Linked DNA regions of Zea mays: regions 1 and 2 are each linked to region 3. A link is a contact called in public Hi-C data. All regions are on one chromosome and are shown on one strand. Each heading gives the region's core, a stretch centred on a gene start, on an enhancer-like site or on the middle of the called end of the contact. The rest is flanking DNA. Distances are from core to core; before and after follow the strand shown.

Region 1 (4,481 bases), core at 1,386-3,885, 150 kb after region 3:
GATGTCGATGTAATGATCTCGTTCCTATTTCCTAATGAAATAGGGGGCTTCGCCCCTTCGTTAAAATAATAAAAAAGATTCAAGTCTAAATTTTTATCTCAAGCTCTTATCTTAACCGACTCTAAGTGATATCGAGTGTAAGATGTCAGAAAAACTCTTTGTTTAACTACAATTTATATTTGTCATTTTATAAACATTAAAGAATTTTATTGTGTCCAATAATAGTTATTTTTATGCATCGAAAAATAATTTCTTTGATTATATGTTCGTAAAACTTTATATGGAGAGAAATGAGAGAGGCCTCTGTATTAGGTAGTGTTTGGTTGAGGAGCCAAGTAGAACGGAGCCGTTCCATTCCTGATTCTAGGAACGGAGCCGCTCTGTTCTGTGTTTGGTAATATGGAACGGAGCGACTCTGTTTTTTGTTTGGTTGCAGAGTGAACGGAACGGAGCGTGACTGTGAGAGCGGGATGGGAACGGAGCGGCTCCGTCCGGTTGATTTTTTGGAGCGGAATGGTTCTGGATCTGAGGAGAATATTCCCTAATTGGAGTCATTCCGTTCTAGTTACTTTGTAACCAAACAGCAACAAAACTGGGACAGAACGGCTCCGTTCTACTTGGCTCTTCAACCAAACACTACCTTAGTTTTTGCTCAGGCTCCCAAAATGTTGGGACCGACCCTGACTGCAACGTGCTCCCCTGAGCTGCAGCAGCATTGTTGTTCTCTCCTATAGTCCTATGCACACAGGTCCGCCTGCCAGCACCGTTCGCTAGGTGTGATGAACTTGTGGAAGGAGAGAGAGCAGGAGCGCCTGGCCATGGCGTAACACACAAATAGATTAAAAAACATGGAAAGGGATAGGCTACAATATAGATAGCCAGCCGTGCCGGGCTAATCGGGCCGGCCCGGAGCACGGCACGGCCCGTAGTGCCTAGGCACGGCACGGCACGACTAGTGTTGGGCCCGTGCCGGCACGGCCCGATAGGTAGTGCCGTGCCTGGGCCGAGCATCAGGCACGCTGGGCCGGCACGGACACGGCACGATTAGCCCCTAGGCACGATTATGCATGATTAGATCCAAACACGACTAGTTAGCTGTGTGATGTATTCTTTTTTCTTATCTAGGGTTTATCATAAGGGTAAGTTTTTACCTAAATAGGTTTTTAATGAGTCAACCATTGCACTAAACAGTTCAATATTAGCTATTTTAGTATGTTTTAACTGTGTTTGTGAATATTTGACTAAAATTTTGTGGTGTAGTGCTAAACGGGCTATATAGGCTAAATGGGTTATATGGGCTAAACGGGCCGGCACGGCACGGCTAAGCAGGCTTAGTGCCGTGCTTGGGCCTAGCCTCAGGCACTAGTGCCGTGCCGGCACGGCACGGCTATTAAACGGGCCAAATGGGTCGTGCCCTAACCATGCCGTACCTGGCCGTGCCCGGGCCGGGCCGTGCCGCCTATTTGGCCATCTCTAGGCTAGAATACCATTTGTCAGATATAGAATAGGTTTGGCACAGATTTTCATTAAGCCACTACAGTACATACTAAGCATATAAAAGTAGCAAGCTTAAAACCCCCCAAATTTTTTTTTACACATTCTAACTAGTAAAGTAGAGCTAATTAAGATAAGCTATCCTACTTAACTAATGACCAGAAGCTGAAATCTGTCAGTATATCTATGGGTGGCAGCTGTAGTGATAATCAGCTATACTAAACTGATGGAGGAGACTCCAAGGTAAGCGGCCAGCATCTCATCGTCGTCAGCGCAGAGCTCTGCTACTACGTTGATGCCAGCAGGCAACTCCCGTACAGCCGGCGACTCTGCCTCTAACTCTACTGGCTGATATGCTGCTGCTGGCAGTGCTGGGGCATGGACATGGTGGTCTGCAGTTGCATCTGCCTCCGTCGTCTCTGCGTAGTCGCCGCCATCGCGCGCGAAGCGGCCCTTCACCCTGGGACGGTTGTCTGCGAGCGTCTTCCTGCAGGCATACTGCATGCATGCATGCGCCGCGCCATTCATTTGCCTTTGCGTGCGTTCTAATAAGAGAGCTAAGCTGAAACCAAGCAAAGCAAAGCAAAGTGCAGGCAGACCGTGATCTTCTTTTGGAAGTTGCGTTGGTTGCGCTTGCTCCGGTACTTGTCGACGCGCTCCCGGCGCTCCTCAGCGCTGTACCTTGCCGCTCCCCTTTGCTCCTCCAGGAGGACGGTGAGGTCTCCTGTGCTCGACGTCCGGCGAAACGACGACGAGGACGTTGCTGCAGCAGCCATGATGCCGGACGACGACGACGACGACGAGTGGGTGATGATGGCGTGCAGCTGGCTGGCAATAGGTGGAGGAACAATGGCAGGAGCCTGCTGCGAACAAAAAAGACGAGAAGGCAGGAACGCTCCTCCATGGGCAAGCAAGGCGTCTGGCTGAGAGGGAAGGATGGCATCACCATCTACGAAATAACAAGAGGAATCAGTAGTCCATTGATGGTGTTGCTGATACATGCCTGCTATAATGTATATATGTGTCGATGTGGTATGTGGTGACGGCTGACAGGCAGGACATCTATGGTTTTATAGGCTTGAACAAACAAAACACACGCAGCAGCGCAGGAGAGTGAGGAGGCACAACACAGGTGCTAGTGCTACATCCATGTCTAGCTGCCACAACCTAACAAAAGTAAGCTGGTGCGCATGAGCGCAGGCAGAGCCTTTTTGCGCAAACCACAGAGCATGCTGGCACCAAAACCACACGGTGCATGCCCTAGTGTACGTTCTTCTGACAATATAATGAGAATCTCAAACTATGTGATTGGTTACCGTATAAGTTGAGCCAGGTCCATATGAGTTTAGCCAGTATTAGTAGAACCAAGATAAGTTCGTGCAAACATTTTTGTTTGGTTGTGTGTATAGACTCGTGCAGATTAGACATAGATTTTGTTTGGTTGGTTGCACCGAAATGTGTATTAGTGAAGAGTGTATAAATAAATCTTTACCTATTTATCATGAGTGATTTAATTTTATTCACAAAAATCTGAGGAATATAAATATTAAATGGATGCAATGATTAAATCTTTTAATTGAAAGATATAAATAGAAAAGCAAAATAAAAATATCTCGATTTCTGTGCTTAAGCGTGCAGTGAGCCTGCATGCGGGGAGATACTCCCGCCGGCGGTTCGCGCGGAGCCTGGCTACGGTGTACGGCTTGTATGTAGAGAGCCTGTTTGAGGAGATGCTTAAATCAAACAAACAATGCTTTGAGACTCCGCGGGTTCAAGTGTATGAGTAGAGAAGCCAACCAATCACCTTGAAATAGATAGCGAGCACACAGCACCAAAGCTAGAAACAGCAAGCGATCAAGGACAACGAAAACGATATTCCCCGATCCCATATATGCCCTGTGCTGTTGTTACACCAGGACAGACAGACACATGCTCAACTTGCAGTTGACCACACCAAAGACCAAGGGAATCAACATGCAAAAATATTCTAGCATTCCTCTCCATTCCCTACTCAGAGTAATGTGATGCATGGATGGACACATGCAGTCAGTTAGAATTTACATCCAGATTTGGAGAAACAAAAAGATCATGTCACCCACCCTATGACGGTCGCAAGTAAACACAAAAAAAGCATCCCTTGCAAAAAAGCTGCCAGTCCAGCGCACTAGCTCATATGATGAGCTTCCAAAATCACAAGTGACATCTCCCAAGATTTTTGGTGGGGGGAGGAAGAAATGATATCATACCGCCTTTGAATAATGCAGTCGACAGCGAGGCTGAGTCCCCTCAAGAATCAGTTTTGTTTCAAGCAACTATTGGGCACAAGTTTCGTTTCAAGCAACTATTGGGCACAAGTTTCCTGCTATTGACCCAGGACGCTGTTTTCAGTTGGCAACTGGTTGGGAGTGTCCTTACATCAACCGCAGCACTCCCTGCTCCTATTTGTGGCCACAGCTTCACGTGAATCCCTACAGTAGCCCACTCAGGAAATGCGTATCACCCTGACGACTTGGAGTGGCCTTAGCGAACCGACAAGATAAAGTCAAAGGGCACCATAGATCTATTGTCCTCTGGCAGGAGGCCAAATTGCCTCTGTACACCACAACTCTTACGACTTCCTTTTACGTGCAACCTGCATCAATTTCAAGATACCAAAGCATCCCACACATTAAACCAGTGACACTTCAGTGCATAGAAAGAGAAAAAAAAAGCAAGTATTTCATAAGCCAACGCCTCTTTGTCAAGTGACACCGCAAAGAATCATTCATGTAAGATAACAAAAACAAGTGGGGGTGATTGGATAGCGTGCAGTTCTCCTAGATTTCCTTTTCTTCTACTAGGTCAACTATAAGAATAGTAACACCACTATAGCACGAGTGGCGATGCAATCATTGTTTAGTTGATGTGCATGAAGAATTTATTGACAGACTACATAGATACACAACTATGGAAATAACTGGTATTCAAGTACAGAGAAGTCCATTAAC
Region 2 (4,103 bases), core at 1,310-3,809, 250 kb after region 3:
CCCGCGGTGCAGGCACGGGCCCGACACGGTTAATTGGTAGGCACGGTAACGGCCCGTTTGAGGGACTGATTTTATAACGGTCAGTCTATTTTTAGCTATAATACTTATGATATGTTATTATATGAGAGCATTCTGACTTGTAATATGTGTTTATATGTGTATCTAAAATTCTTTTGTCTAAATATGTATCTAAAATTATAAATATAATTAATTAAATCTAAAATAAATTTGAATATAACATTTAAATTCTGAATTTTGAAGTGTTTTTTTTGTTTATGGGACCGGGCCCGACCCGGCACGACAGGCCCGCCGTGCCTCCGGCCCGGCACGGCCCGTGTAAGAATAACCGTGCCGGGCTTGGGCCGCGTTAGCCGGCCCGCGGGCCGGCCCGGCACGGCACGATACCAAACCGTGCCGGGCTTGGACTAGTGCCTCTCGTGCCGGGCCAAGCCGTGCCCGGGCCGGGCCGGCCCGGCACGGCCCATTGGACATGTATACCACAACCACATGTGGATGACTGATCTTATTTAGCTAGTTTGAACTTTGAACTATGGTTGTGTGCCTGTGCCTATAACTATACTACAACTTTAAACAATGTCTATGATATATGTAAGAACACTAAATAAGCTGTGGGTTGTACTCTTTTTTCTTATCTAGGGTTTTATCACGAGGGTGAGTTTTTACGTAGATAGTTTTTTAATGAGGCAGCCATTGTACTAAACAGTTCAATATTAGCTATTTAGTATGCTTTTAACTGTATTTTTGTGAATGTACAAGATTATGGTAAGTTTGATGCTGATTTATTGTGTAGTGCTCAGACTGACCCTGACACTACGGCTGTTCGGGCCGACCGTACTGGCATGACACGGCTAAGAGAGCTTAGTGCCGTGATTGTGTCTGGTTTCAGATACTAGTGTCGTGTTAGCACGATACGACTGTTAAACAGATCAAACGGGTCTTATCCTAATTGTGTCGTGTCTTGCCGTGCCACTGCCGTGTCGGGGCAGACTGCTTGAGGTCGTTGAGCGGGGCCTCACGAGTCACGAAGCGTGCGGGGCGCCTCCTCTCTCACTGCCCCTTGAACGACGAGGCGTGAAACAAGAGAAAACGAGGTAACGAATACTACTACCGTACAGCTTATTAATTTAACGCTTATTGATTTATTATTACTTTAATGTGTCTTGTGCAAATATATAATTAACGTTGCACGACAACAATAACAACTCTACTACTCTAACGCTTATTGGTTTATTATTATTTAACGTGTCTTTTGCAAATATATAATTCACGTTGCACGACAACAATAACAACTTTACTAGCTCCTATACAAGCACAACATGACATGATCCAATTATCTTAATCCCATCATCAAATCGTTAGAGATCTACAACATGGAGTTATTTAGCCGAGATAAATGTACCAATCAACAAAAACTCTTGATTATGCCTTTCTTAGATATGTTTTAAACCAATAAATTTGATATTATGTAAATATATTGCATGTAAAATTTTGTAATTACGTGCGTGTCGCAAGTACACTTTTCAACGTTCGTCTCGCGTCATCTTTTTACAAAGAACCCATTGTATTTCTTCAAAATCAACGTGTGATCGCAGATCATATCCTATCGGGTAACGTTGCAACACACGAGTATTAGACTAGTTTTGTAAAGCAAGTACACTTTTCCTAGTATTGTATTGAGATAAAAAACAGACTGTTTCACCTGATCTAAAAAGTTTTTGTACATCTAACGTCGGATGTTATGACCCTATTTGGCACAACTTATTTTCAGATTCTTGATAAATTTAAGCAGAAGTTCTGTCAAACAGATAGCTTCTGCAACAGTTTATCAGTTCAGCTGCTTCTCAAAATGAACTAAAACCAGCCAACAAACAGAAACTGCTTTTTACCAGCTTATCAGATAAGCTATTTTTTCAACAAGCAGCAGCTGTGCAAAATAGGGCATGTGTTGTGTATACATAAAGTCGCGGTGCAACCAGGGGCCCACCCTTCATTGGGACAGACTCGTGTGTCGTATCGCCACTTCGCCAGACAGACCCCCTTCCAACTTTTTTGCATTTTAGCCCTTTTGGGGTTTCTTTTGCACAATTATGCCCTTTGTAGTTTCATTTCAAAAAATGGACCCTTACCTTGGCGCCGTTATCATTGGCGCCGAGGTAACACATAGTGGCGCCAACATAATTGGCGCCAACTTTTCCTACGTGGCAGCCGATGTGGCAAGTCTCAGGGGGTCGGCGCCATAGATCTTGGCGCCGACCCCCCTGGATAGCACCGGACCCCACCGTCAAGGGGGGTCGGCGCCAAGATCTATGGCGCCGACCCCCTGGGACTTGCCACATCGGCTGCCACGTAGGAAAAGTTGGCGCCAATGGTACTGGCGTCGATGTGTGTTATCTCGGCGCCAATGATGATGACGCCGAGGTTGGGGTCCATTTTTTGAAATGAAACTGTAAAGGGTATAGTTGTGTAAAAAAAACCCAAAAGGGCTAAAATCTAAAAAAGTTGGGATCCCCTTCGGGCTTCGTCCCCTCCTCTTGAGTCTTGACGAAAGAGAGACAGGGAAAGAGGGAGAGGCAAGAGTCGCAGCCTCGCAGCTCTAGACCCAGACCGCCTCCGCCTCCGCCGGTGATCGAGTCGCGTCGGCGCTACATTCAAGCTAGAAGACAATAAGCTTCGGCATTCGGAAGCCATGTTCGGCTCCACCAATCGTAAGCGCTCACCCTCTAACCCCCTCCTATTCTCGTCGATTTCATCACATTGGATTCCATGACTTTTTTAAATCCTCGATTCTGTTCTCCTATGTATGTATGCATTGCTACTGTTGCGCTTCCTTCCCTTTGGTTTGACTATTCGATTACATATATTTCGATGGATTGCCCATATGCCTCGCAAACTAGGGTTTCATTTATCTATTTCAATCAAATAGGTTGCTTGCAGTCCCAACATCCAGGATCCATGGAACACCCAACCTAAGCTTCCATGTGCATATGGACGACCCGATAGGGTCCGGACCTCACTGTCTCTTTTATCTACCTTACAAACAAAACAGAACAACGCTTCAGTGCTCATCGTTTTCATTTATATATATGCTAGCTCATACAATGCAATACCTGACTGATTGTAAGCTGCAAACGCTTACATGGCTGTATACAGAGCATACTTTTTTTTTTCTGTTTCTTTTTTGCAATGTTGATTATCTTCTCACCTTCTATCTCAATTGCAGCATTTGGGCAGTCATCCACAAGCCCATTTGGTAACAACAACTCGTTTGGAACTCCCCAGGGATTTGGCCAGTCTTCCACTGCTGCCAACAATCCCTTTGCCCCAAAACCATTTGGCAGCCCGACCACGCCTTTTGGGGCACAGACTGGAAGCTCGCTCTTTGCAACTACATCTACTGGTGCCTTCGGTCAGCAGCAATCCGCTCCCGCATTTGGCACAACATCCACTGGTGCCTTTGGTCAGCAGCAATCCACTCCCACGTTTGGCACCCCATCCTCCTCTCAGTTCGGGAGCTCTACACCAGCCTTCGGTGCATCCCCCACTCCTGCCTTTGGTGCCACATCCTCTGGTATGTACTATATTCTCTATCGCTGGTTCACCATGCTGATCATACTAGGTTGTCATAGGAAGCAATTTTATAGATTGTCTAATTAATGATGCCAGTTTTATGTGTAATTGTTCTTTTTGTTAGGAAACAAATAGCTTCTTATGCACTGGAAACAGCATGAGCCATTGGCAATTTTTCTCATATCATACAAGTTTTATTTATCTTTGCGTTTCTCTGCAATCTGCATGCTACATTTGTTTTCAGTAGCTACTCATGCAGAATTATGCTAGTTCATGTTTTACTAGGTTGGCTTAACATGATCTGCTGTATTATTTGTGATGTCATATCTCTGCTCTGCACATGTTATAGGGTCTTTGTTCGGACAGAAGCCAAGTTTTGGGGGTTTTGGATCATCTCCTAGCCAGTCAAGTCCTTTTGGTAGCACGTTCCAGCAAACACAACCAACATTTGGAACGACGCCGGCATTTGGTACCATGACTACTCCTGCATTTGGTACAAGTACACCAGCCTTTGG
Region 3 (4,458 bases), core at 1,548-4,047:
TAATCTAACGCTCTAATCTAATGCATTTAGTGGATGTGTGCGTCTTAGGCTGGACATTGACGGTACCAGTCGCCGTGTTAGAGTCTAGGTTAGTAACGATCAGATTCGCTAGATACTGATCGCGTGCTTTTGATGTGGAGTTTGGCTAGTGTCATTTTAAAAATTGACGGTACTTTTGATGTGCGTGCCCATATGCTAATTAAGGGCTTGTTCGGTTATTTTCAATCCATATGGATTGGAGAGGATTGATACTGATCAGGAGATATTTTAACTTACTATGGATTAAAACCCCCTCGATCTCCCTCAATCCATATGAATTGAGGTAGAATCGAACAAGCTCTAAGGTTATACCAATCCATAAGGGGATTAGAGGAGATTTAATCCCCTTCTAGTCATTTTTGATTAGGAGGGGATTGAATCCCCTCTAATCTCTTTCTCGATTGGTATAACCGCACTAAGAGCTTGTTCGGTTATTTTCAATCCATATGGATTGAAGGGGATTGATATGGATTGGGAGGGATTTTGGCTTGCTAGGGATTGAAACCTCCACAATCCCCCTCAATCCATATGGATTGGGGTAGAACCGAACAAGCCCTAAAGTGGTGTGGAAAGTCTTAGCTTGGGAATACTTTGATGTATAGCCCTCATTGCTACTCTAAGAGCCTTTCACAACAACACTTGTGGGAGGAAAGGTGTTTCAATGATACGATGGTCTATCCGTTTTGGAACATGTACAAGGAAGAGACAAAATTTCAGCTGTATATTGGAACCTGTGTTGAAGGTCGCCTGCCCTCAAGAGCAAGAGAAGATATTATGTTAAGAAAGAGGACCATCGATAGAGTGCGCTCTTCAGCGAGTTTTGTTGTATATAAACATTTTTTCCATGTTAAGAGCATCTCCAAGTGTGCCCCAAATAGATGCCTTAAATTGAAATATACGGCTTAATCCAAAAATATATACTCCAATATTGCCCTATTATAAAATTTTTGTTAAAAAAATACAGGGCACGTGATAAGTGCCACAAATATATTGCACCTTTTTGGGCTGTCTCATCTTAATTGTAACGAACCTGAACAGTCACGCCGCTCTCCTCCGGGCTACCCACGATCACCCCTTCCCTCCTCCCTGCCCTTCCCTCCTCCGCCAAAGTCACATGTCATCGCCAGAACACACCCTGCCCTCCTCCGCCTCCCCTCATCGGCCATTGGCCGCCACCCCTCAAATCTTCACGCTCTTGCTGCGCCACTGCCTCAGGTCCCTGCAGGATTGCCAACGACCGAGGGGCATGCAAGAGTGCCAACGACCAGACATGAAGCTCTGCCGCGTGGGACCGATGTAGTCCACACCACCACCATTCACTACCCATTTGCCAATGTTCCTGTTTTTGGTTCGATGAATGCAAGGCAAGAGTCGAAATCCGAACGTTTCTGCGGTAGCTTGATTCTGAATATACAAGCCATGATTCTACAGTGTCATTTTAATGCAGTGTCATGATTCTGAATAAGTCACGGTTATTGATTTGATTATAGTTTCGATTAATTTATCTGAAACAAAAGAGAACACGTGTGCTGCCTTCTCATAGCAGAGCTTTCATTTTTGTACTCCTTCTGCCACCTACAACAGTTCTACTGGAGGATGAACACAGATTGTTAGGTTTGCTTGGGATTTCTGGTGATCCAGTTGCAACCACTAATTAGTAGTGTTTATTTTCAATTCCTGGAATTTGCCTTAGCCCATTAGATCTCTTAGGCCCCGTCTGTTTCCTTTCATTTTGAGGAATTGAAATCTTACTAATGGAATAGACTATTTTTTTAGAATATGACATTCCACCACTTTCCAAAGTTATCATGTAAGCCTATCTCAAATTCATAGGTGAGAGATGAAAATTGATTCTATAGATTTACATGTTATTTTCCCGATGTACAACTTATAGTGCCATCTTCTACTTGCGCCGCTATAATATAAATATAGTATATAACTATCTCTCTCATATAATTTAGGATGATATACAAATATATTACATATATAAATATATAAACTTAATTAGTTTTGTCTAAATTATAATTATTAAAATGGAATTCAATTCCAACGAAACAAACGGGGCCTTAGTATATTTGCCTTAGCTGAAATTTTCGTACAATCTCTCAATTCGCACACCTAGTATTTTTGTTGTGTATTCAGAAGTAAACAAGTTTCCTTCACCTTTTTAAGGGGGAAGGCATGGAGAATCTTCTCAGTTTATAATAATGAGAATGGATGCAAAATTATAGTGCAAAATTACAGGTTATGGCTACAAAACCTATGCGGCAGACCATTTGATATAATTCAGTTGTTACAGTTTCAAGAATGAATACACGAAGAAGGACTTCAGTCCAAAGACAGAATGGTGCTACATCAAGCTAAGCAATTCAGCCTTCTCTATTGAATTTGTCAAAACAAATATCGAACTAGTATGTACTGAATTGTGACAGAAAGGGTCGTGCGCGGGAAAAAAGTAGGCGCCCTCGATGATGGCCGGAGGAAGTTACCCGATTTCAGATATTTATCTCGTTTGAGGCTTGATTTCAGATATTTATCTCGTTTGAGGCTTTATTGTTGGAGATCGACTTTTTTATGGTGACCTAAATCGTTTAAAATATCATCATTTTAAATTTATAGTACATTTTTATAGGACACCTTGTTAGAGACGCTCTAAACAAAGGGCAAAGCTTCTGCTATTATATTTTAAAATAAAGAAATATAGGTTATGAAATTGCTGCTTCTAGAAATCTGGAGGTTATTTGCTTCTAGGTACCACCTAAATGAATAGTATAACTGTATAAGGTTTGGTTGAATTAGAAGTTCAAACTAAATTATTTATTTCATTTTCTGTAGAACTGAATTGGGACCGATAACATCTGCCTTATCACCATGCTTATCCATATCATTGATGTGGGTCCATTAACTGGTAGTAGTATTTAATGTAAAAATATTGTATATTAGTATGATTAAAGTTAGCACTTACTGATTCATACAGATCCAAATCATCTGCATGTTACGAGTTCTCTGTATTTAGCAATGCATCCATTTTACTTAGCATCAATAAACTTTGATGCATGCATCCTTACAACAGTAGCTATGTATATTTTCTTCGTTTCATAATGAAATCTATTGATGGTGCGTAATAAGCCTAATATTATCTCTGATGTAATATTGTTTTACCTTATGTTAAGATTTCTAAAAATTTTGTTAAAAAAACTCTACCTTGTAAAGAAAAATAAAAGCAGCACATTCTCCCCCGTTATTCTGAGCAGACACAAATGCAAACAAAAAAAAGCATATCCATCCAAATATCGTAATCCATTTCATTTCCCTAAGAAATTAATTTATTTCTGCAGTTTCCTCAAATTCTCATGGTCTCGGTTTGTCGCCTCGCCGCTTCTCCACCTCCCGTCTCGTCTGCAACTGCAACTCCACCTCGGCCGTCGGCCTTCTCATCCTCGTCACCACCGGCCACGGCCGGCCTCCACCACCGCCTGCCCACCGCTCGCTACTCTTGTCTCCCCTCCCCCCAAGTGGAAGAAGAATCGGGCTGTTGCTCACTCAGAGCTCTCTCAGTGAGGCGGGCCTCACTAGTCACTAGCCTTGCTGTTATGCCTTCCCCGCCGCTCGCCAGAGTCCACCGCCACCGGACAGGAAGCACCACCTAGTTCCTGACCCTGATGCCCATGGCACCGGACCACCCCTTCGATGCCTTCGTCGCCGCAGCCCGTGGCGCCGTAGCCCACCTTCACCTCCCCGTCATCCACATCCCTGGATCCAATTCCAGTCCCCATCCCAACTCCAAGCAGCACAAGGGACTCGAGGTCGACTGCCTGCTCCACCTCCACGTCCTCGTCACCAACTTCCTCCACAAGCCCCTCAAGTCATTCGCCAGGTGCTTCAGGCCCAAGCGACGGGCAGACACACACTCCCCGCCGCTCCACCAGGAGCCCAGCAATGGCACCACCCCGCAAAAGCAACTGGAGTTCCTGCTCTGCATTGCGTTCGACGCCTTCGCCCACAACCTCCACGCGCTGGATGACGCCTGCAAGCACAAAGGCGAGGAATTTGCTGCCGCTACCCGACAGTTGGAGCAATTTGTGGTTCTCAGGAAGGTAATCGATGGGAAGAGGGCCGATTTCGATGGGTTCCTTTCCAATCTGGGCTTTGCAAAGGTTGGGGCACCGCCACCGCCAGCAAGCATCGTGGGTGGTGCGTCCCCTGTCCCAGCATCAGCACCAGTCAGCAATCAGGAGGATGGTGCCGTGATTGGAAACGGCGAGGGGGTGGACAGTGCTAGTGGTACACAACAGCAGGCACAGAAATTGCCTGCCCGGTTGCTTAACATTCCTTTGTCGAATGTGGAGCGTCTGCGGTCTACGCTTTCTGCAGTTTCACTGACGGAGCTCATTGAATTAGTCCCGCTGCTGGTGAGCA

What was found. Hi-C and Micro-C count contacts between places; a contact is called where the count stands out from the background.
Region 1: a contact with region 3 is called in a Hi-C map of leaf, with 6 times the contacts expected there. The contact joins the promoter of LOC118476778 here to the promoter of LOC100381606 in region 3. A contact is called at or near these places in 3 of 25 Hi-C or Micro-C datasets (endosperm and leaf).
Region 2: a contact with region 3 is called in a Hi-C map of ear, with 2.2 times the contacts expected there. The contact joins the promoter of LOC101202711 here to the promoter of LOC100381606 in region 3. A contact is called at or near these places in 2 of 25 Hi-C or Micro-C datasets (ear and tassel).

Annotation. Positions count from the first base shown.
Region 1 is chr3:234,874,909-234,879,389 of Zm-B73-REFERENCE-NAM-5.0, reverse strand. LOC118476778 (zinc finger protein CONSTANS-LIKE 5) reads right to left here and starts at 2,635. Exons shown (of 2, transcript XM_035966534.1): 1 at 2,094-2,635; 2 at 1,500-1,992. The coding sequence starts at 2,495. The coding sequence ends at 1,708. LOC100279258 reads right to left here. Exons shown (of 5, transcript NM_001152279.1): 5 at 3,466-4,126. The coding sequence ends at 4,103.
Region 2 is chr3:234,774,590-234,778,692 of Zm-B73-REFERENCE-NAM-5.0, reverse strand. LOC101202711 (Nuclear pore complex protein NUP98A) reads left to right here and starts at 2,559. Exons shown (of 11, transcript NM_001324127.1): 1 at 2,559-2,726; 2 at 3,242-3,589; 3 at 3,938-4,103. The coding sequence starts at 2,708.
Region 3 is chr3:235,022,594-235,027,051 of Zm-B73-REFERENCE-NAM-5.0, reverse strand. LOC100381606 (mitochondrial substrate carrier family protein) reads left to right here and starts at 2,797. Exons shown (of 7, transcript XM_008674847.4): 1 at 2,797-4,458. The coding sequence starts at 3,702.